4 separate regions of the Sus scrofa genome follow, and all the other regions are linked to region 4. A link is a contact called in public Hi-C and HiChIP or PLAC-seq data. All regions are on one chromosome and are shown on one strand. The core of a region is the stretch at or near the end of the contact, and the rest is flanking DNA. Distances in the headings are between cores, read along the strand shown.

Region 1 (5,530 bases), core at 1,135-3,634, 1.3 Mb before region 4:
GAACAAAAATCTTGCTCTTGGTTATCTATAATTTATTAGTTTTAAATAGCTCCAGGCACACAGACCCTAGAATCAGATAGTCCAGAAGGGTAGGTTAGACAGTGAACCCAGTAGACTTTGGGGTCCGTGCCAAAACTGTCCCCAACTTTCCCCTGCACTTTTCAGGTCTTCTTGATCTGGGGCAAGCTTTCCTGTCTAACTTTAGCTCTTACTTTTCTCTTCTCATTCCTCTCTCCAACCCCCACATTTCTATAACTGTATTAATTTCTTTAGGATTGGGATATTTTAGCTGCCATAAAAAACAAACCCTCAAACAGTATGGGCTCATTCCATTGAAGTTTATTTCTTGCTTGTGTTACCATCCAGTGTCACCTGTGGCTTTCCCCTTTTTGGTGATTCAAGTACCCAGGTGTCCATCCTGTGACTCTGCTCAGCCCCAGGGCCTCAGACTTCTCTGCATCAGCCAGCAGAGAATGAGGGAAAAGAAGAGCAAAGACATTATGGGCGGGACTTCCTATCCCACTTTCTTAAGAGCCCTGGCCCAGTCTGACTCATGTCTTTTCTGCTTAGATTCAATTGGCAATAACTATTCCTACAGCCGCCTTGCGATAAGGAATGTTGGAGGAAGGATGCTAGGAAATGTAGTCTCTGGCAGGGCAGTCACCATTTCTGCTACACAAACCTCCCCTACTCTCCACTACACTTTTTCCATACTATCACTTCTGAGTTGGCTCAGCCTTTCTGTCCCCAGCCTAGTTTTCTTCTACCATCCGCTTAGACATCACTTCCCCCAGGAAACCTATCCTGATAGGTTAGATTTTGGGGGAGCCACGCTCATGGCATACAGAAGATTAAACCTTTGCCAGGGAGTAAACCTTTCCCGCAGTAATGACACCACCAGATCCTTAACTCACTGAACAACCAGGGAACTCCTAGGTTAGATATTCCTTTTCCATATTGTGCTTCCATAACATCCTTTATTACCCTGTGATAGCAGATATCACCTCTACCATAATGAATGTGAGGGCTGACTTTCTTTTTCTCCTCTTGCACCCTGAGCACATGGAAGTTCCTGTGCCAGGCATTGAACCTGCACTGCAGTTGTGAAGTGCGCCACAGCTGCAGCACATACTGGCCTTGTAACTTTGGACATGTAATGTAACTTCTTTGTTGAGTCAAGTAACATCAAAGTGCCTGCCTTATAGATTTGTTGTGTTTGAAGATGAAATGATTCAAAATAAAGTGATTGGACACATGTATACTACATAGCAAGGGCTATGAAAAACAATTTGTTTTGGTGTGGTGGGGATTATTAGTCTACTCCCTGATTAGTGGAGAAATTCATAATTCATTCTGAGTTAAACTGCTACCACCTCATTCCATTCTTTAGTGTAGCTTGGCTTAACTATGGATGGCCTCCCAGAAAGTTTAAAAGTATGATGCAAAGCAGGGTAATTGTGCGTGGACAATTCCTTCAGTGCTGAGAAGTAAGCAGAGTCTCTGCTGTTCTAGAATGAACATTTTAGTGGGGGAGATAAATAATCAACAATCAATATACAATTTCAGACAGCATTCACTGAAGCCATGCCAGCGCAATAACCTTTACACTAAATTCAGCACAGTGTTCAGCTAAGAATGGCAAAGGGGAAGACCTTTTTTTTCTTTTTTTTTCTTTTGGTCTCTTTAGGGCTACACCTGAGGGACATGAAAGTTCCCAGGCTATCGTTTAAATGGGCTCCATAGTTGCCGGCCTACACCACAGCCACAGCAATGTCAGATCCAGGCTGTGTCTGTGACCTACACCATAGCTCACAGCAACACCAGATCTTTAAACCACTGAGCGAGGCCAGGGATCGAACCTGTGTCCTCATGAATACTAGTCAGGTTTGTTACCATTGAGTCACAATAGGAACTGCCATTTTTGTCCTCTAAACACAAGTGTACTTTCCAAAGAATAAAACCATGTATTTTCTTAAAAGTCATGTCTCATACAAATACAAAATGAACAGTCTCAAAGATCTTATTTAGTAATTAATCAATAAGGGGACCAGTAAGATATAAGAACCAGTTTAAAGAACCAATAAAGTAACTACTTACATTGTTCAAACCAGGACTGGGAAAAGAATTTACAAATAGCTGCAAAATGGCTTTTTCCAAGGAGGGGGAATTCAACAAGAAGTTTGATGGACAAGAAGAATATTTCCTCTTGCTATCAGTTATCTACAATTTAGAGTTGAACAGATGTCTACTGAAAAAAACCCAAAAAACAAAAAAACCATGCACAACCTAAAAGCTGAGAACTATGTTTTATTTGCCAGATTTACTGAGGACTTGAGTCCAGGAGACATTCTCTCAGACAGCTCTCAGGGGCTGTTCTAAAGAGGTAAAGAAGCAGCGGATATACAGCGGTTTTTTACAAAAAAATCCCAGGTAGTCAGAACATCAAGATCACAGGGCTTTTCCATTTATGGTAAAATCCAAGAGTCTAGGCTTACTGAAACTATCCCTTTGATATGCACCTTACCATCGAGTGCCAGCAACCTATTTTTCTGCTATCCTGAATCCCCTCAGGGTGTACCACCCACTGGTGGTGGCTTCAGAGGCTGATGCCTTGATGCCACAATTTCCTTTGTTTACTGAAATGGGCAGATGACATTCTTTGCTCCCTTAGCTCCACAAGGAAAGATGGAGAGCCCCTGTAGATGCAGAATACCCAGAAAAGTGAGCCAGACAATGGCTGGTTTTTCACGGAAAACGCCTAGGTCCCTGTGTTTCACCATTTTTGTGAAATTGTGTTTCCTTGTGTGTCATTGTGTTTCATAATTTTTCCGTATAAACGTCACTCTATCATTACCCAGGAGCTAAGCAGTTCTTCCACTTTATTTTGCTTCTATTTTTCTCAATCCTTCTTAGCTGCCCTTGGCAGGGAATGGTATTTCTTTGCTTCTACCATGGAGGCGTCAGTGTGAGTTAAAACAGAAACCTAACCTTACTCCTCCAGGAAGTCCCGAATTTCTTCAGTCGAAAAGGCCCCGGAGCGGGAATTAGCCCCGCCCCGCCCCTTCCTCACAGGCCCCGCCCCTGACCAGCCCAATAATCAAACTGCGCGCAAAGGTCACGTGAGCAGCTGTTGTCCCGTGACACTTCGGAAGCGGTACGTGGCAGACGTCACTCAGAAAAGTCCTTCGTGCAGGCTTTCCGCCACCCACCTCATCTCGCCTCTCCTTTTTGCCATCAAACGCTTCTCTTGGGAATGGTGAACTACCGACCTCGCCCCCAACCAGAACTCCTCTAGACCGACGAGCTAGCTCATGCCCTCACGTGAGAGGCGGGGATTTATTAGTGCTAAGACGAGTTGCGATTCTGATTGGGCGTGAGTCTTGTCAATCTCCAGGCTTTTCCAATCAAGGGCCGCGTCCGCCCAGCTTTTCGCTCTTCTATTGGCCTGAGTGCGGGAAAGGTGGAGAAAAAGGCTAAAAGGAACTCGCGCGAGAGTGGCGCTCGGTACTCAGTGCGCAGGTGCGAAGCCTCTTGGCTGGGGCCCTGGCCGGGGGCTGGCTTGAAGACGCGTCGTTTGGTTTTGGACGCTTTGAGAGAGCCGTCTGGTATCAACCGCTGGGCGGAAGGCGTTTGTCAGGGGCCCGGCCACGAACGAGGCCCACGAGTTTCCCGATGGTGTCCATGACTTTCAAGCGGAGCCGCAGCGACCGGTTCTACAGCACCCGGTGCTGCGGCTGTTGCCATGTCCGCACCGGGACGATCATCCTGGGGACCTGGTACATGGTAAGGGCGGGCGAGGCGCGGGGATAGAAGCCCTGGGGGGAGTGCCCAAGAGTGGGAAGTGGGAGGGGGGCTGGTCCGAAAGGAAGTGAGTGTTCCCACTGGGAGGGGGTGGGGCGGGAGGCGTAGAGGACCTTCTTTGCGGGGGGGGTGGGCTCTAACTTTGAGGTGGGGAGAGTGTCTCGGAATCGGAGGGGTTGGGTGGCGATGGGAAGGTTGTTGCTTGGTAGGGTTAAGAGGAGAAAAGCAGGATTGGGAAAGGCAGAGGAGTAGCGGGCAGTGGGTGGGGGGCGGGATGAGGGTGCTAGGTTTTGGTGTGGGGGATTCTGGAAATTACCAGGTTTCGAGATCTTTTTGTGTGCTTCCGTGATCTGAAAGAACTCTCCCCTCCCCCAGTGCTTCCTGGAATTTGTTTTTCCTAACGAGACAATTAGGACCAGACCTTCATATATGCAGCGTAGTTTTAATATTATGCCTTGCCTGAAGGAAAAGTGACAGATCTGGTTTCAAAGCAGTTGTTTGTGGTTCCTTGGATCTTATTTGTTACATTGTGTTTGTGATGTAGGCAGAAAGGCCTCTGTTGTGAGTCTGGACATTGGCCTAGCGGTAATACCATTTACCAGGATTTACTTAGACTCGATTTGCCTTTTCCTGATACAGTTCCCCTACCCTGCTCTTGAGACGCTTATGCTATCAGACCCATTCCATTTTTTTGAGACCTTTATTGACAGCCTCTTCCGTTTTGGCTACATATGCTAGCATTCTCTGTGTTTTAAGATCTGTGTAATTTTATGTCATAACCAAGTTGACGGTGTTATTGATTGGGGGGTTCACTAGTAATACCTTTGTGATTTCTTATCATCTCCAGTACCCATATAGTAAATAAGCTAATTTGTGACTTCTAAATATGTGATTCTATTTAGGTAGTTATGATGACTTTACAGACGTTTTGACAAACCTCATGTTGTGTACTTGGCCACATTTGCTAATGACTTCGTGATTTTAAAAATTTGTATTACTTTTGGTTTGGGAAACTGTGGCATTAGTGAGACTGCAGTTTTCTGATAACTTCTCTGAACTGCAAAAAAGGAAGAGCTTTACCACACATTCTTTTTGCCTTTCTTCTCTTTACTTGCTACCCCAAAGCCTCCATCGAAACTATTATCATTTGCCAAACACCAGTTGAAAATCATCCTCAGGCAGATAGATACAGGTTCATGGCCCACCCCCAGGGGGCTACCTGAGCTCCCCATTATTCCTGATTGCTGTGTTTTTACAGTCTGTTTTAATGTACATTAAAAACAACAAAACTTGACTGTGTAGGCTTATTTGCATGTTTCAAAATTTATTGTAATATTTCCTGTACTTTTATGTTAGGAAACATCATCTTAGTGCTATAGTTAAATCACATTTCCTCCACAGAGACCCCCCTCCCCCTTGTTTTATATTTTAACTAATTTGTAACACTGGACATTGATTAAGTTCATGGCAGTAGCAGCATTGTGTTTCTTTTTAGGGTCGAACCCGTGGCATATGGAGGTTCCCAGGCTGTGTTTCTTCATATTGCTCAGCGTCTGGGTCTTCAGTTTCTTTTGTTTGTCCTTAGCTCTGCTTTCCCTGAATAATTCAAATCTTTAGGGTCCTCAAGACTCAACCTTGCCTCTTTGGAAGATAACCTTCCCTCCTACTTAACTGAGAGAGCCCAGCAGCCTGGGACTCTTGCCTGCAAGCTTAATTTTCCTGTTTCTTC
Region 2 (5,960 bases), core at 1,851-4,350, 1.2 Mb before region 4:
CTTATTTGGCATAGTCTAAATTTCTAGCTAGTAAAAATTTAGAGAAAAAGGAGATACGTCGACACACCCATTATAATAGCTAGAGTGGGAACGGACACGTGTTGGTGGAGCTATGGCGCAGCTGAAACCCTCACATAGTGTTGGTGGAAATGCAAAGTAGGACGCCCACTCTGGAAAAGGTGCGTTTTAAAGGTTCTCTATATATTCTGGAAATATATATGTACAGTGTGTGTAGGCAATTTATAAAATTAAATTAATATTACTTGGGGGGAGTATGCTATTTTATTAACATTTAAATTTAACCATCAATGAGCTCAAATATATGCTGGCCATATGTTCAGGTTTTTGAAATAGCAGCTGTAAGGGTGCAGTGTGTTAACACTGCATAATATATTAACAGTCAGAGAAAATCTGGGGGGTGTTGCGACTGTCTACCTTATACACTTAGTAGCACAAGGGTATGACAAGCCCTGCAAGTGGAGGAAAACCTCAGGGGTTCTCGGCTGCTGACAGAATCTCCCCTTGACTTCAGACTTAGGACAAACTGGGGAGTCTGTCAGTATACAAAACCACTGACTTTAAGACAGACTAGGAGTTCCCATCTTGGCGCAGTGGAAATAAATCCGACTGGGAACCATAAGGTTGCAGGTTCAATCCCTGGGTCTCGCTCAGTGGGGCTAAGGATCCAGCATTGCTGTGAACTATGGTGTAGGTCAGCAGCTGTAGCTCCAATTCAACCCCTAGCAAGAGCCAATTCAGATTGTGGGGGCCAGTCTGAAGTGAGCATGGTCGGCTGGAGGCTGGAAGTGTTGCAGCTCAAGTCCAGGATCTGCAGATTAGAGCAGCAGGCTAGAGACAGAATGGTTAGTGCATTCTTCTCAAATTGCTTGTTCCGAAACAAGTTCCCAAGACACTTTTCCCAAACAGAGTATTAATTGTTATTTATTTTTACTGCCCCAGTCAGTGACAGGGAGTCTTTACTGAGGCTCCACAGCCATGGGGCTCAGGCAGGAGGCTGCCCTGTGGGGGAAGGAAGAGCCCATGGAGAAGGCTTATTCAACTACTTGGGGTACAGGTTGTGGTGGTGGTTACATTTCTTGAGGCAGATGGGGTTGCAGGTGAACACGACACTCTCAGCAGGTCATCTTGTAGCTGTATTTTGGGGTGAGCTGGCTGAGGGAAGTCTTGATGCTGCCACCCTGCAGGCAAAGCCCCAAGTGCAGGTGGACTGTGTGGAAGACAGGCGAGAGTCAGAGAGGGACAGCAGCTGAGCCGGGTTCCAGCACCTCAGTCGCTGGGCAGGGCCCTCTAGTGTCCTGTAGATCAGAGCTTCTCAGGTGTGATGGAGACACCACGTCAGAATCCCTTGGATGGACACACCAGACCAAACCTGCTCCACAGAACCTCCATGTTTACATTCCTCATCCTTATCAGATATGTGATTTGCAAATATTTTCTCTCATTCTCTGGGTTATTTGTTGATAGTCTTTTGCTGCACAAAAGGTTTTAATTTTCATAAAGTCCAGTTTGTCTATTTTTCCTTTCACTGCCTGTCCTTTGGTGTCATACCCAAGAAAACATTGCCAAATTCAGTGTCATGAAGACTTTGCTTTATGTTTTCTTCTGAGAACTTAAAATTTTTAGCTCTTACATTTAGGTCTTTAATCCACCTTGGTTAATTTTTTAATGTGGCATTTAGGTCCATCTTCACTCTTTCCAATAAATGGTTTTTTCAGCACCATTTACTGAAAAGACTGTCTTTATGCAAATCCACACTGTTTTGATTACTGTTGCTTTGATAAGTTTTTAATTCAGTGTGAGTCCCAAACTTTATTCTTTTTCAAGATAGTGACACCATGGGATCCTTAACCCCCTAGGTCACCAGGGAATTCCTCAAGACTGTTTTGGCTATTTGGAATCCATCCCTTGGAATTTCTTATGAATTTTAGGATAGATTTTTATATTTCTGTAAAAATACCATTGGGATTTTGATAGGCATTCCATTGAATCTGTAAATTGCTTTAGTATGAACAAGGGATGTCTATTTATGGCTTTAATTTCCTTCATCAACAATTTGCAGTTTCATTATACAAGTCCTTCTCTCCTTGGTTAATTCCTATGTATTTTATTTTTTAAGGTAATTTTATTTTATTTATTATTAATATTATTTTTGCCTTTTAGGGCTGCATCCATGGCATATGGAGGGTCCCAGGCTAGGAACTAATCAGAGCTACAGCTGCCAGCCTACACCACAGCCACAGCAACGCAGTATCCGAGCTGCATCTGCGACTGCATCTGCGACCTACACCACAGCTCAAACCAACGCTGGATCCTTAACCCACTGAGCGAGGCCAGGGATCGAACCCACAACCTCATGGTTCCTAGTCGGATTCGTTCTGCTGAGCCACTACGGGAACTCCTAAACAGTTCAGTCAATTCCTATACTATTCTGGAGGTTTTAAAAGGTTGAGAAATTTGCAGTCTACGGCCTTGGAGTTAATAAAAGGTTGAGTCTGAAATAAGACTCACGACTATGGGACACTAAGCTCCTGGAATTTCAACACAAAATGTCTCAATGTAATCCAGCCGACTGAAAATACCGTCTAGAGGGCGGACGCAGAACCAGAAAAGTGCTGCGATAACAGTAACTCCACGGGCCGTTTAGCCATTCGTAAAACAAACCAAGGTCTTTTACGCTCCCAGCACGATCAGCCACTGCACCCCGCATCCTCCACCATTCGCTGTAACAACGGGCAAAGCTTCTTGCAACTTCTGACCACGGTCTTAGAAACCAGTCTGGAGCTGCCGATCTACTGCTTCTCTGGAAACGAGGCCAGCGGAAGCACCACTCATCAACAAAACCGCACTTTACAGAAGTGTCTCTGTCCGCACAAGTTTTAAAGTTTCTGAGCCCTCCGGGGGCGGTGTCACTGATCTCGCGAGAAGACGGGTCCGCGGAAGGTACAAACTTCCCCCCTGCTTGCTCCGAGGTTTTGCCTACGCGATAAATTCCGGGGTGGGGGAGTGGCCTTGTGGTGCTGCCTCTAGTCGCTCAGAAATCACCCTCAGTTCTACAAGGAAAGCTAGGTCTCCGACTACTATGGAAGGGCAGCAAGGGCAAGAAAGCCCCGTAACCCTCGCACGTGCCCAGGTCATTTCAAGAAAGGCGAATATGCGGAGGCCGAAGCACTGTACTCCGCTTACATTCGCCAGTGCGCCTGTGCGGGCTCCGAGGGAGCGGCGCCCTGGAGGTAAATATCGCGAGATGTGGGGGTGCGGGGTCTCCGCTAGGTGGGAGTAGCCTGGGTTGTCTGATCTCACCACTCAAGGGTACCTCGGGCATTCGTTTAGTTTCCCGAAGGGCGGTGAAGGGAGTATCCTGGCCCGCGGCCCCTCGCGTTCCTCTGGGACACCCACCGGGGAGTCAGAGCACGGGGGTACCGGCTGCCTTTCAGCTTGAGTGTCTTCATTCCTTGTTACTCTGATCCGGTCTTAGAGCGGATAGCGCTTTTCCAGCTGTCATTTTAACAAGTGGGGTATCTGCGACCTGGTGAGGGCGCGATGCCACGGGTGCCACGCTCGCGCACAAAGTACCGCGACTTCAACCACAGCATCACAGCAGGTGTTTTGTTTTTCACTAATGAAAATAAATTTAGTATGGAAATAGTATAATGGACCTCCAGGTAGCCATCACTGGGCTTAAACATTAGTTCATCCCGGACATAATATTATGCATCCATGGATGTTTCAGGATACATTGTTAGATATTAAGGATTTACAAGGACCTAACCTCGGCATTGGTATCACATATCAAATATCAAATATCCAGCTTTAGAGCTTTCCTGATTGATCCGTAAAATTCTTGCTTTGTTGGTTTGTTTTTAGCTGTTGGTTCCAGTTGGGATGCACATCAAATTCACTGTATAGGGCTCGCCTTCGTTTTTCTGCCTTGCAGTTGATTTGGTGAGGAAACCGAATCATGTGTCCCCAGAGTTTCCCCTATTTCGGATTTGCAGTATTCATCCCCCGATGTCATTTAATAGGGCCCTCTGCCTCCTACATGGCTTGTGAGTTGGTAGTTAAATCCTGAGGTTGACCCAATTCAGATGCAGAGTTGTGGTGAGAGTACTGTTAGAAGTGGTGCTGTGTACTTCCAACAGAGAGCGTGGAATGCCTGTCTTTTTTGTGATGTTAGCAACCTCACCTGCTAATACCTGCTTTCCCAAAGAATCTCAGATTGATGCTTGAAGGTGTAACATTTGCTGTGCTCCAAGTTTTGCTGTGGTTGTTCTTGTTGATGGTGTTGAGTGGTCGGATGAGAAGAGAGAACAAGGAGGGTTTGAATGAACAGCTTTTGACAGTTTCGTGTTGTCTGCATTATCACTCTCCTTTTCCCTCAAGGATTTGACTTTTCTTGACAGGATGTCAGCTTGTCTTATTCCGTTTTTGTTTGTTGTTTTTTTTTTTTTTTTTTTTTTTTTTTTTTTTTTTTGGTCTTTTCTAGGGCCATACCTGAAGCATATAGAGGTTTCCAGGTTAGAGGTGGAATTGGAGCTGTAGCCGTCAGCCTACACCAGGGCCACAGCAACGTGGGATCCGAGTCGCATCTGTGACCTACACCACAGCTCAGGGCAATGCCGATCCTTAACCCCACTGAGCAAGGCCAGGGATCGAACCTGCAATCTCATGGTTCCTAGTCAGATTCATTAACCATTGAGCCACCACGGGAACTCCAGCTTGTCTTATTAGTATGTAGCTTGAGATTCTTCTCCTGTTTGTTAAACTTACATAGGATTAAAGAGAAAATTAAATGACTTTTTCATTTCAATAATACCCTAGAATAATAGTTAATAGAAGTTTTGAAACAAGCAGTAAAATAGTATCACCCCCTGCGCCCCCCCAAAAATTATAACATTTTCTTTTAATATCTAAAAGTGCAGCCTTAGCCATAAACCCAATTTCCAAAAAAGTTAGTAAGCATAGAAAATGTAGTTTTCAGCTCTTGTTTCGAGTTCTAGAAATAAACTTATCTAGTAAGTTTAAATTTTTTTAATTTAAAAATTTTTATTGAAGTGTATTTGCTGTTCAATATGATGTGTACAGTATAGTGCTTGACAGTTTTAAAGCTTATAGTCCATTTGCAGATATTATAAAATACTGGCTATTATAAAATTGTCTAAAATATTGGCCATGTTGTACAATATATTCTTGTAGCCTATTTTATACCTAATATTTTGTACCTCTCGGTCCCCTACCCTTGTGGCTCCCCTCCGCCTTTCCCTCTCCTCAGCGGTAACCATTGGCTTTTTTCTTCTGTGTCTGTGAGTCTGCGTCTTTTTTGTTATAGTCACTAGTGTATTTTTAGATTAATCGAGTAGATTTCAAAAAGGATTCATCCACAGCAGGTATATTGATGCCGTCTAGTCTTGTTATTTTTCCTCCTTGGTGCATCTCAGTCTGAGAGTACAAATTTCTTGGGCGGCAAATGTAATTTCCGGCCCTTACGAGCATTGGGGGAAAAATCGTATATGGTTTAGTAGAAGGTTGCTCAGCATGCCTCTATGAACCTTCTAATTTCCTTATGGTTCTGAAATTCTTCTAGGAGCTCAAGGATAAACTGAATTCAGTCATTTCAAATTTCTTCCTTAAATATATCTTTTAGAGATTGTTTATTTTTAAAATAAGGGTCACTGAATCATTTCGAAACAGTATTCGCGATCTTTGCATGCCTGCCACTCTGAATGGTTTGTAACATTTTCTTTTTTTTTTTTTTTGCTATTTCTTTGGGCCGCTCCCGCGGCATATGGAGGTTCCCAGGCTAGGGGTCGAATCGAGCTGTAGCCACCGGCCTACGCCAGAGCCACAGCAATGCGGGATCCGAGCCGCGTCTGCAACCTACACCACAGCTCACGCAACGCCGATCATTAACCCACTGAGCAAGGTCAGGGACTGAACCCGCA
Region 3 (5,871 bases), core at 2,042-4,541, 1.6 Mb before region 4:
CAGTGTGCTGTCTTGCAGCCTTGTTTACATCCAGGAGAGACTGGCTTTTTTCCTCCCAGATGCTCTGAGCTGGCACCTTGGGGTTTCACCGGCTCAAAATGGATGACACACCCATTACAGAAACAGTCCCTATCAAGATGGAATTATTGTGATTGGCTCACCAATGCTTCTTAAACTTTATGGTGTAGAGGAACTGCCTGGGAATCTCAAGTTTCTGATTCAGAAAGACTGGAGTGGGGCCAAAAGTATGCATTTCTAATAAGCTCCCAGGTGATTAAAATGGCTGTCCGGTGTCAATGTCAATGGCATTTATAATACCCACCTTAAACATCAAGTTACACCTGATATTTATAGTAGCTGAGGAGTGCCTTCTTTCCTGGTAGGTAAACCTACAAGAGAAGCCAATTATAATAGGAAGATGTTTAATGATCAAGGTTAGATCGCAAAGCATACCTGAAGGTACAGAGGAAAGAAACCACTCACCATGCATAGGGAATCATGAGCTGGAGATACACAGAGTCAAATCACTAAAGGGTTGGGCTTCAGTCTTGAGTTCTGCAAAGCACAAACCCTCTAAAAGATCTGCCACGAAAAAAATGTATTCTAGAATCAGATTTGCTCGGGAAATGTTACATACCATGTCCCTCACTTGGATATTTGCAAAGCATATTGTTATTTTATTTTTGGGGGGTGGCGCCTTCAGCATATAGAAGTTCCCAGGCCAGGGTTCTAATCAGAGCTGTCGCCGCCAGCCTATGCCACAGCAATGCTGGATCTGAGCCATCTTCGACCTACACCATAGCTCATGGCAACACCACATCCTCACTGAGTGAGGCCAGGGATCAAACCGGAGTCCTTATGGACACTAGTTGGGTTCGCTACCCCTGAGCCATGATGGGAACTCCACATATTTTGATTTGAAAGGTGCTAAGCAGTCTGGTAGTAAAGCCTTTTGTTAAACAGAGATAATCCCTCATAGACGGGATAGGCTATATAATTTGTGGAGCCCAGTGCAAAATGAAAATGACGGAGCCCTCTTTTCCAAAAACTAATACTTTCTCAATGGCGGAGTTGTGGCACCACGGGTTATGAATCTGACTGCAGCTGCTAGGGTCGCCTCAGAGGCCAGTGTCCAATCCCCAACCCAATGCAGTGGGTTAAAGGTTGCAACATGGGTTGTAGCTGTGGCTCAGATGCAATCTCTGGCCCAGGAGCTTCCATATGCCTTGGGTGCAGTCATTAAAAAAGGAGAGAGAGAGAGGGAGACTCTAAATGGCAAGGACAAAGCATTAAACCAATTGCAGCCCTGTCTAAAGCTTGAAGCCTTGTGGGACTGCACAGGTCACATGTCCATGAATCTGTTCTGTTTTACGGGGATATTAAATGAGACATGGAAAATGCTTTAGAGCTTGCATATTGAAAGCACTAAATAAATAATAACTATGGTATACATATGGCTTTTAGTTAGAACTCTTGGTTGTAATAGAAACTCTTTATTTAGCTTAAGCAAAAAAGCAGCAGTATACGAATCAAGGCATTTGTTTCAGAACCCAAGGAAAGAGGCTGCCAACAAACTATAGGAACAAAGAGAAAGAGAAATATCAGAGCTTTCTTCTCTCTCAACTCCACTCTGTAGGTTTTCTGTCCATATGGTGGGACAAGTCAGCCCAGAGAGCCCAGGTTTAAGAGACTTCTCAAGGGGGGACTGGGGTTTCCTAGTCCTAATTCCAAATTCTGAGGGAGTGCCTCTGACCAGTACACCTATTTTCATGTGGACTAAGCAACAGTAAAGACTCTTGCTATTATCAGCCCAATGGGAGGAGAAGGCAGACAATATGTACCTCAGTGACTTCCATACTTGATTACGGGATATTTCTTTTTCTTTTTGCCTTTTCTAGGGGTTGAATCGGAGCTGTAGCTGCCGGCCTACACCAGAGCCACAGCAACGCGGGATCCAAGCCGCGTCTGCCACCTACACCACAGCTCACTGCAACGCCGGATCCTTAACCCACTGAGCAAGGTCAGGGACCAAATCCGCAACCTCATGGTTCCTAGTCAGATTCATTAACCACTGCGCCACGACAGGATCTCCTACGGGATATTTCTTAGAGGAACACCTCTTCTTACTGAACAGAACACACCTGGACATTGCAGTGTGGGTAACAGAGTGAAGCTGAAAGCCAGGGTGAGTGCCAGGAAGGAGATTTTCATTTTAGATGGCAGTCACCAGCTGGAGGTAGTGACACTGAACACAGTTTCAGGAAGTCTACATAAAAGCCTGCTACAGAAATCCAGACCTGCAGGGTTCCCCGCCTTGCTCAACGAAAGGAATGTGACTGGCATCCATGAGGACGCAGGTTCGATCCCTGGCCTCGCTCAATCTGCTAGGACTCCAGCATTGCCCTGAGCTGTGGTGTAGGTCGCAGATGTGGCTCAGATCCCGCGTTGCTGTGGCTCTGGCGTAAGCGGCTACAGGCGGGTGCGGCCCTAAAAAGACACACACACACACACACACACACACACACAGCCCGACCTGGGTAGCAGCGCACGCGCACGCACACACACACACACCCCGACCTGGGTAGCAGCGCACACACACACACACACACACACACATCCCGACCTGGGTAGCAGCACACACACACACACACACACACACACACACACACACATCCCGACCTGGGTAGCAGCACACACACACACACACACACACACACACATCCCGACCTGGGTAGCAGCCAGAGTGAGCATCACTGGCCTACAGAACCACCTGAGCTTACTTTGTTTACCCGGCCAGGCACCCAGGGGTGGCAAGCTGCTGAGCTAGTTCCATTTGCCCTCGGAGCAGTCCTCTTAAGGGGTTCACTTTTCCTCCCCAATGCGTCTCCACCGTCATGGTGCGGGGAGAGGGTAAGGATGACACCTAAAGGCCTAGATTACTGAGCCATTCTTGTGAATGCCAGCACCCGGAAAGCGAACTGCGAGTACACCACGAGCGAGGACGCCGACACCGCGCAGTTAAGGGAGAACAATGAGCTGTGGCCCAGGAAGCTGAGGGTAAGCGAGTTCAGAAGTTGAGGCCCCACGCGGTAACACAGAGACCGAAGCAGCGTAGATCGGAAACACCACTCCCGCGATGCCCTAGCCCGGCGCGCGCTCCCGCCTGGCACCGCCCCGATGTCAGAGCCGGCTGCAAGCCCGCAAGGTGAGGGCGGGGGAGCGCAAGCCGAAGGGACGGCCGAAACGCGCGAGCGTAGAGAGCGTGCGCACGCGCAGTGTTCTAGCTGGCCGGCGTGCAGAGCGCGGGAGAAGCGTCCGAAGCCACAGCGAGGAGCCGCACCTCGGTGAGCGCCCCCCTTTCTCCCGGAGTGCTTTGCGCGCGCCCGGTGGGCGGGGGGGAGGGGAGGGGAGGTGGCGGTGGCAGCCATGTTGTTGTGAGACTGTGTCTCACCCTCGGTACTTCGGTGGTTCGGAGGAGGAGGGGGAGGAGAAGGAGGTGGGGTGGGGGGGAGGGAGGTAGGTGGAGAAAGAAGATATTGCCGCCACCGAAGGCGGAGGAGGGGAGGACGGCCAAGAGCGACGCCGCCGTGTGCCCAACGGTCGGTGTCCCCGGCTGAGGCAGCGCGGCCGCAGCAGCCCCGTAAGTCAGTCGCGTTTGCACCCTCTCCCGTGCTCTGACGCCGCGGGGCTGGCTCCCCGGGTATTGTGTGACGGCCTTGGCGGGGGCAGCCCTCCGGTTGGAGGGCGGACGGGGCCTGCGGGGTGCCCCGGACGGCTGCGGCCTGGGGCCCGCTCACACAATGCAGGGGGAGGGGTGCCGGAAGGGGGTGTGCGCCCAGCGGGGGGGTTGCTCTCGGCTTTCCCGCTTCCTTTCCTCCCCCACGTCTCAGCCTCGCGGCGCTGAGGGGGCCCGCCCGGCTCTTGCTCGGTTTCCGCGCGTGTGGGTTTAGAGACCGAGCTGTTCGTCCTCCCAGCTCTTGGGTTCGGGACCGGGAGAGAGGCCGGGTGGATCCGGAGGAGCTGCGAGTTGCAAGTGGGCGAAGAGGAAGGAGTGGGTTTATGAAAACAAGTGTGGGAATTCTAGAGGACCCGAGTGTGTCCAGGAAGAGCTTCCGGTAGACAGGTGTGCTTATGAAAGAAACGGCGACTTGGGTTTAATGTATTAGGTGCCATTAGTAAGGAATGTTTTGTTTTTGTTGTTATTGGAGCCGATTTTGATACTCGGGAAGATATGTAAATTAAAACTAAAGAATAGATTAGAGGCTTCACACATTTTTAGCGTTCGTTTTGTATCTGAACTGGGTCATATTTGGGGAAAATACATTTGTTAGAGTTTTATGCTCAAACACGCGTATAAAAGTTAGTGTTAATTCTGAGAATATAGCTAGGGAAACCGACCTAGCTTTTCATTATAACACATTTAAGCATTTGGGTGGGACATATTTGATGTGTAATAAGACAATCATGTTAAAATCTGGACTTAGTACTTTCTGAGATTTTTAACTTAAGAAAACTAGTTACAGACTTTTGAAATAAAGGTTTTTTTTAGGGAAAGCTTAATTAGAAAAATACTTTTAAATACGTAAGAGAAATATAATACTTGTAAAGGTATCATATGTAAAGTTTTAATAAAGGGTGTTACCTAAGGATTTTAAAAGCTTGTTTACTGCTTAGATTCCTGTTTAATAGGTGACTCTTCACCATGTGACCTGGAGCATTGGAAGATGATTTAAGGATTTCTGGCTAGGGATCAGATTTAAAACACACAAAAGTTTTAATTGGCTAAGCTTCTTTTCTTAGTCTTTAATATCTTGCTTTTAAAAAAATGATTTGCTTTATCTGCACAGTTGTCATAAGTAGTTGTCTGCATTTCCTTTATTTCAAGAATGTCTTTAAAGCCCAATTTTTGGTAAAATTGAGTTATTTAGATTTGTCTTTTCGTATTCTTGAGGGTGGTTTTTATATGCAGAAAACTTCTTTAAAAATTGAAGTTATTTTCAGAATTCTGATTCTTAAGTTTTTAAAGTTCAGCTTTTTTGTAAAGTTCATTTTTGTTTGCTCGAGTCGAAAGCTTTTATCTTTGAGTTAGACTTGCTATTAACAAACTTAAACACTTCAATTTAAACTTAAATACATGGTTTTCTTAATTTGAGTCTAAAGTTCCGTTAGATGTTTCAATATTTTAATACGATTTCAGATTTTTTAAAAAGTCTAATTACTGCCATGTTTAAATTGGTCTTACAAGGTTGTCACTTTAACAGGCTATGCTTGCAAGCTAAACAATACAGTCTGAACACAGATACTAATAGTAGGATTTTGTTTAAACTTTCCATGCTTTTTTATAAATCGTTTTAGTGTTGAAAGATAGTATGTCTTCCTGTGTAGGTACTTATCCTAGTTTGCAGAAAAAAATTATGGTTAGAGATTTGGGCCAGATGTGACATCCAAAGCCTATCTTCTCAGTGACCAGACTGTCTCCTGAACTCAAGTTCTTTGTAATTTCTAATTCAATAACTTTTGAATATGTTGGGCTTCTACGATAGGGAAATTCTGTATTTTTTTATGTTCTTAAGACTTACGGTTATGTTATTTAAATATCTGAATGTTTGTACTTCATGTCTCTGTCTGGCTTGCATTCACAGTTTGAGGCCATTTTACTGACAGGTGTGATTAAGATTAAAAAAATACTTAGAACAATGTAAATTGGTTAGTGACAGACTTTTTGCTGTTTTGAAGAAGACATGAAAATAGTCTGACTTGCTCCTATTGTTCCATCTCCACACTCTTCCCGTTGATGAATTTGTAAAAAGGAACTGGTCAAGCCCCTTTCCTCTCTCTTTGGGAGTCTGCCCCCTGCAGAAAGCATTTGCT
Region 4 (6,141 bases), core at 2,248-4,747:
TCAACTTTTGTTTTAAAAACTAAGATGTCCAGATTGGATCACATAGCAAAATCCAATTCTATGTTTTATACTAGCAATACAGCTAAAATTAAGTGTTTAGAAAGGCTGAAGATAAAAGTTAAGTGTGAAAATAAAGTAATTGTAAACACAAGCAAGGTTGGATTCAAGCTTTGAACAAGATTAAAAAGTATGCTTTATAACATTCAAATGTGCAATTCACAAAAAGTAAATTAAAAGAGCAGTGTTTCTGGTGATGAACAGACCTTTAAAGTATCCCATCTTGCTATATGGATTTTTTGTTGCTCTGGTTCAACTTTTAACAGAGCTTCTTTCACTCTTAAAATATCTGTGTTTAGATGATAAATTATATGGTTATACTATGCTCATTCTAGCAACACAAGGATGGTTCCATATAAGGAAATACGATACATAAATGCAGTAAGTTTCAGCATTTTATCACTGGCCTCTACTTCATGTTTCATGCAGTATTTTACACTTTCATTAAGTTCCTATAAACAGCTGCATTTTTAGTGTTCACTTCCTTTGGTTCACGGGATCACAGCTATGACATATGTTCCTTTTACAGGGTCCCTTGAAAGGCTTTCTGGAAGATTTAGGCAGACTGCAGAAGAAGTTTTATGCCAAAGACGAACGGTTGCGATGCCCAATCAGGACCTACCTGGTTACAGCCAGGAGTGCAGCCAGTTCAGGCGCCCGTGTGCTGAAAACCCTTCGTCGCTGGGGTCTAGAGATAGACGAAGCTCTTTTCCTTGCTGGAGCTGCCAAAGGTCCCATCTTGGTGAAGATAAGGCCCCACATCTTCTTTGATGACCACATGTTCCAAATTGAAGGGGCACAGAAAGCTGGCACCATCACATCTCATGTACCTTATGGAATTAATCAAAAAGTGAACAATTAGGGGTGGGGAGGAAAAATAAAGCAGTGAGTCTGGTATTATGGAAGCCACTTCTTGTGGATCTCTAGGGTAATTAGGTATTTCAATAGATCAGACCTCAGAGTTTTGTTCATTTGGAAAGGTTTTCTCTTGAGTTTTTTAAAACATTTTGAACTCTCAAGTTACCCTCAAGCTACTTCCCTTGGAGCTGTCAGTGCTATTGACACGATTGCACCTACCTTTGTGTGTAAGTCATAATGATGACTCTTTAGGGTAAGTTTAGAATTTGAATGCTTGAAGGCTTAAAGGGCTGTGTCAGAAGCCTACTTAATTTTACAAATCATTGCTCATTTTGGATGTTGGTAGCTAGAACGAATCATTACCTGTCATCATTACAGAATAGTGGGTCTTCATAGGTGGAAAGAGTAAGGTTAGATACACTCAAAAACTGGAGCTTTTTAGTCTATTGCCTCTGTGAATAGTCTTTTAATCGATGCCAAAATGAAAATATAACCCCACTTGAATAAGTTCATTAATTTTGAAACTGCTCATTCAGAAATAAAACAGCTAATTATTCATACATGTTATTTTCATCCAAGAAGAGCACCTGACAGAACTTGCTGGAAGGGTTCTTTGAAGTTTATTTGGTGGCTTTATTGCCTTTGGACTACTTCATATTTGAAACTTTGGGCTTGGCAGGTAGGGCTAGTGTTTGTACGGAAGGGAAAAAAACTGGGCTACCACTTCAAAATATGAAATGAAGTGTGGTATCCTAGCCTTCATTGTTGTCATCCTGTTGTGATTTTTGCCTTGTTTTCAAAAAAAAAATTAATTGGTTAATCTACTACAATGTTAGGAACAGTGAACTCATTATTTTCACATGTTATTTTCTCAGTTTCTCATCAAACCAAACATTTTCAGTGTGATATTACCTTCTTTTTTTAATCAATGAAAAAAAAAGATTCAAAAAGATTACATAGCTTGTCCAAGGATGTGCAGGGAATAAATGGTAGGACTAAGATTCAAATTCAGATCTCATTTCAAAAGGTATATGTAGTCTATTTTCTCTGTGCCTTCCAAATTGAGTTGTTATTAATTCCTTGGCTACTGACACATCCTGAACAAATTAGTCATTCCATTAAATTCTATGCTTAAGCTACAAAACAGTTACACAGCAGATCTGGTGACGCCTTTTCTCCTCTCTTCCTCACATGCTCTCTTGCTCCTTCTACCCCCATCTCTATCCCTGCCCCACCTGCATATACATATTCCACCTCTGGTACTAGTTAAAGCAGACCACTGATGACACACATCTTTTGATCTGCTTCCTAATCTGCTGTAAACCAGTCCAGAATATATCAATCAAGACACTTATTGAGCACCTACTGTTTTCTATGGATTCCCCCATATAAAGACCACAAGAGAGACTCAGATATTATCCCATCCTTTACGAAAGTGAAAACTTTAACAATCCCCTTAGAGGAAGTCAAATGTACAAGCTCAAATAGCCAACTCCAGAGGGCTGTTTGTTCTCAGTGCCAAGTGAGGGTCACAGAGGAGGCTGAAGCAAAGACCTGTATGGGCTGGAAGTCATCAGAAAATGGAGAGAATCGAGGTGGGCTTTGCAGGATAAGAGAGACATGGATGGACAGAAAGGAAGAGGAAATGTGCTTCTGGCTCAGTGAGTTTGAGAAGCAGCTTCAAATTACACATAGGGTGGAATAAAGGCCCAGCCCTCCTGATTGCTGTTCCTGGTGCCTTAACTAATCCTCAGTGAGAGTGCTCCTCCCCACCTGTGAGCTCCATTCTCAGCACCTGTAAGAAACCTGGCATTTTACCCCTTTTCTTTTTGTATTGACTTTTTGTTGCATGTTATATCCTTCCCAGATATAAAGGAGTGGAGGAGAGTTTATCAGAGTCATCAAGGGCATTTATTTCAAGCTATAGAAGTTGTGTGTCTTTTCTCTCGACCAAAGATTCTAGAGTGAGGGCTGGGGCAGGGGAGGTTTCTGTACAAGCCAGTAAGCGCCCCGAGGGCAGAAACGGTGCCCTATTTCTTTGGGACTCTCACAGAGCACAAGGCCTGAAATTTCTGCTTGTACAGGTCCTGCAATTGATTCCAATGCTACACTAAAATCTAAGAACCACGGATCCATTCTCTTTCTGATTCATGTTGCTAAGTTCTTAGCGTCACCTGTGGAGGAAAAAAAAAGAGCCTTTCCTCAGACTTCAGTTCGGCGGGAACCACTCCCCAGAGGATGAAGGTAAACTGAACAGAAGGTTAACAAGTCCCTGGGGTCCTTAACGGAAAACACGCCAAGCCAGCCCTGAAGTGTGGGATTTGCACGACAGCCTATAAAGAGATTTGTAAATTCAAAATATCCGTTAGGCATTCCCACGGGGAAGGCCACCATCACTCTGGGATTTCCACGGGCATGGACCCAGGAGCCTGAAAACCCGGGTACGGTGCTCACCCTCCTCTCAGGCTAGGAACCGGATCCACAAAGGCACCGCCACCCGGCCGCTATACTGTCCTAACCAATCAGGCGCCCCCGGGAAGGAGACTACAAGTCCCAGCATGCTTCACGCCGCCTCCAGGGGACGACAGGCCGCGCCCCAGAGTTCTTTGCGTACAGGTGGCTGCCTTAGCTCCGGGAGCGCGGCGGCTCCGGAAATCCTGCGAGGGGGACGGTGGGCCCTCGGCCCGGGCGGCTATGGCAGTGGCTACAGTGGCGGCATTTCTGGCCGCACTGGGTGGGGCCCTGTGGCTGGCGGCCCGACGGTTTGTGGGGCCTAGTGTCCAGCGGTTGCACCGAGGCGGGGACTCCGGCCTCATGCACGGGAAGACCGTGCTGATCACGGGGGCTAACAGCGGCCTGGGCCGCGCCACGGCCGCCGAGCTGCTACGCTTGGGGGCGCGAGTGATCATGGGCTGCCGGGACCGCGCGCGCGCCGAGGAGGCGGCGGGTCAGCTCCGCCGCGAGCTCCGCCAGACCGAGGGCCCCGAGGAGGGGCCCAACTCCGGAGGGGCCGGCGAGCTCGTCGTCCGGGAGTTGGACCTCGCCTCGCTGCGCTCGGTGCGCGCCTTCTGTCAGGAGATGCTCCAGGTGTGAGGCCCCGGGAGCCAGCTGGAGATCGCGGGGAGGGCTGGGGGCCTTCGCGGACGGGGAGGGGCTGGCCGGCCTCGGGGCCGAGCAGGGAGGGCACCGCCCAGAGTCCAGGGGGTGTGACCTTGGAAATGACTGACGCTAGGAGTAGAAACAATCAAGAGATTGGGGCGGCTCGGGAATTGAAGGCTGGAAAAATTGGTAGAATAGTCTTCTGTCTTCCAAGAATGTTGAGGGAAAAAAAAAAAATGGGCCCAAGAGGAAAATAAGCGAGTTTCTGAACATTTCCTCTTGCTATGTGAGGACAGCCCGGGAGGAGATCCGCCAGGTCTCTGGATTGTTTTTCCTGTGTCCAAAGTGAATCTGCACCCAAGAGCCTGAGAGCACGTAGGGAAAGTTGCTAACCAAGGACCGTGGAGCACTCGTCTTTTTTCTTCCTGGGGTAGAAATTTTAGCCTTCTGCCACCAGTGACCTCCTTAGCACCATCCTTAACCAGGCTCTGGCCTAATTTCCAAAAAGACTAGAGCTTGGAATGCCAGTGGTCCTGTGCGCTCAGCGATGACTGAAATGAAAATAATACAATATCTAGCATTTATTGAAGGTTTCCTATGTGCCAGAAGCTATTCCAAGTGTTTCAGTTATTTTTGTTTGTTTTTTAATTTTAATGAAATTAAACTGTCATCCAGTCTTCACAATTACCCTGCGAGGTAGGCATTATCCTCATTTTACAACTTTAGGCAACTAAGGTATAGGTAGGCTAAGTAATTTGCTCAGGATCTCTTTCTAGAGCCCTTGCTTTTAACTGCTGTCCTCCTGCTGCTTGTCAGCTAGGTGGAGAATTTCTTTGTTTAGATAGTATTCCACTGAAATGGATGTCCTCTATTGAAATTGAGGTAGAAGGGTTTCCTGCAGAGATGATTTGCAAGAGGGCATTCAGAAGAGTGATGTTTAAAATTAGCTGGCAAAGAAAAGGAGTCTGTATGAAAAGGAGCCTCTTGAGTCTAGAGCAGAAATTCCCAAACTTTCCAATAAGTAATTAGGTCCAAACAACCTAATAAATATTTATGTAATAACATAGTGGCTGTTTGAAAAAAAATAATACATACACATAACGGAAAGAAAAAAATGACTATTTTTCTATAACCATAATTATGCTAATGGGAAGTGTACCTCTGTTCACTGTCCCAGCTTGTCAGACTTGGGAATCAGATTGGACATTGCCACCAGCATTTCTGTGCTACGTTGATTTTTAACATTGTACTTGCATTTTACCCCAGCAACTACTAAATACTCAGCTTTGCAAAGATGGCAGCATCACAAGGAATATAGGACAATATAATGTTGAAGCTACGAATATCCTGGAGCTTGTACTTTTTGAGATATTGAGCAGAGTATCGTTTTGTTCCCCTTGAAACTTTAAAATACTCCAAATCACCCTGAGAGTTCGTTATGACTCTGGGGCACCTTGATGCAGAGATGGGGAGCTGTCGCAGACCTAGAGGTTTTTTGTTTCGTTTTTATGGCTAGTATTTCATTATCAAGTAAAACAGATTTAGAAATAAGTAACAGTGTGTTAAGAGATATTAGAAGAATCGAAGTGGATCTTCCTATTCTTCATTAAAAATGTAGATGGGGCTGGGTATACCTGTTCCTTGAACCCTATAGTTTTTTAACCACTTGGGCCACTTGAGACAACTAATAAAAAGTTAAGGAAAGAAACATAACTAAGTTGTCCTTGCTTCTAAATGTGAGTTAAGTTCTTCCCTGGATCTGAAATTCAGTAGTTCAGTGACTATAGCCAGAATAATAATAATAACAATATAAAAAAAGGAAGTGTAAATTTCCCACAGGTTGGTAATTCTTGGTATTTATGTCATTTATCTCCTAGAACTTAAAAAAAAAAAAGCAGTGAATGATAAAGTCTTAAAATTACACAAGCCCAGCAAAGAATGATGGCTCAGAAATGATTAATATAGGAAACTCTTCCAAAGGATTACTGAAAAGATCACTCCTTTCTTTCCCCCATGGGTGAACTTTTGCCTTCTTTTTGAAGTTGACTATTAAAAAGGCAAAAGGTGCATAGACAGACAGAATGAGAAATACTTAATCCTCTGACAGGTAGGCTTTGATAACAGTTG

The links. A called contact is a pair of places that touch in the nucleus more often than the background predicts. HiChIP or PLAC-seq counts read pairs in DNA pulled down with a chosen protein or histone mark.
Region 1: an H3K27ac HiChIP or PLAC-seq map of alveolar macrophages shows a contact between it and region 4. The contact joins the promoter of LAPTM4A here to the promoter of RDH14 in region 4. A contact is called at or near these places in 2 of 47 Hi-C or Micro-C datasets (embryonic fibroblasts and heart right ventricle) and 1 of 2 datasets of contacts at active chromatin or transcription factors (alveolar macrophages).
Region 2: a Hi-C map of liver shows a contact between it and region 4, with 8 times the contacts expected there. The contact joins the promoter of TTC32 here to the promoter of RDH14 in region 4. A contact is called at or near these places in 2 of 5 promoter capture datasets (fetal skeletal muscle and liver), 4 of 47 Hi-C or Micro-C datasets (heart right ventricle, liver and skeletal muscle) and 2 of 2 datasets of contacts at active chromatin or transcription factors (alveolar macrophages and skeletal muscle).
Region 3: a contact with region 4 is called in an H3K27ac HiChIP or PLAC-seq map of skeletal muscle, with 4 times the contacts expected there. The contact joins the promoter of PUM2 here to the promoter of RDH14 in region 4. A contact is called at or near these places in 1 of 47 Hi-C or Micro-C datasets (heart right ventricle) and 1 of 2 datasets of contacts at active chromatin or transcription factors (skeletal muscle).

Annotation. Positions count from the first base shown.
Region 1 is chr3:118,149,482-118,155,011 of Sscrofa11.1, forward strand. LAPTM4A (lysosomal-associated transmembrane protein 4A) reads left to right here and starts at 2,385. Exons shown (of 7, transcript XM_005662724.3): 1 at 2,385-3,783. The coding sequence starts at 3,673.
Region 2 is chr3:118,270,013-118,275,972 of Sscrofa11.1, forward strand. TTC32 (tetratricopeptide repeat protein 32) reads left to right here and starts at 3,101. Exons shown (of 4, transcript XM_003125338.3): 1 at 3,101-3,149; 2 at 3,152-3,251. The coding sequence starts at 3,101. WDR35 (WD repeat-containing protein 35) reads left to right here. Exons shown (of 29, transcript XM_021087811.1): 27 at 1-3,251.
Region 3 is chr3:117,854,639-117,860,509 of Sscrofa11.1, forward strand. PUM2 (pumilio homolog 2) reads left to right here and starts at 3,292. Exons shown (of 22, transcript XM_013996320.2): 1 at 3,292-3,344. It overlaps LOC102158392 (a long non-coding RNA gene), which reads right to left and starts at 3,189. Exons shown (of 3, transcript XR_302627.3): 1 at 2,781-3,189; 2 at 484-582; 3 at 1-389.
Region 4 is chr3:119,450,489-119,456,629 of Sscrofa11.1, forward strand. RDH14 (retinol dehydrogenase 14) reads left to right here and starts at 3,498. Exons shown (of 2, transcript XM_003125340.4): 1 at 3,498-4,002. The coding sequence starts at 3,610. It overlaps LOC100516797 (cytosolic 5'-nucleotidase 1B), which reads left to right. Exons shown (of 9, transcript XM_005655262.3): 9 at 587-3,358. The coding sequence ends at 919. It overlaps LOC106509892 (a long non-coding RNA gene), which reads right to left and starts at 3,457. Exons shown (of 6, transcript XR_002342970.1): 1 at 3,370-3,457; 2 at 680-887.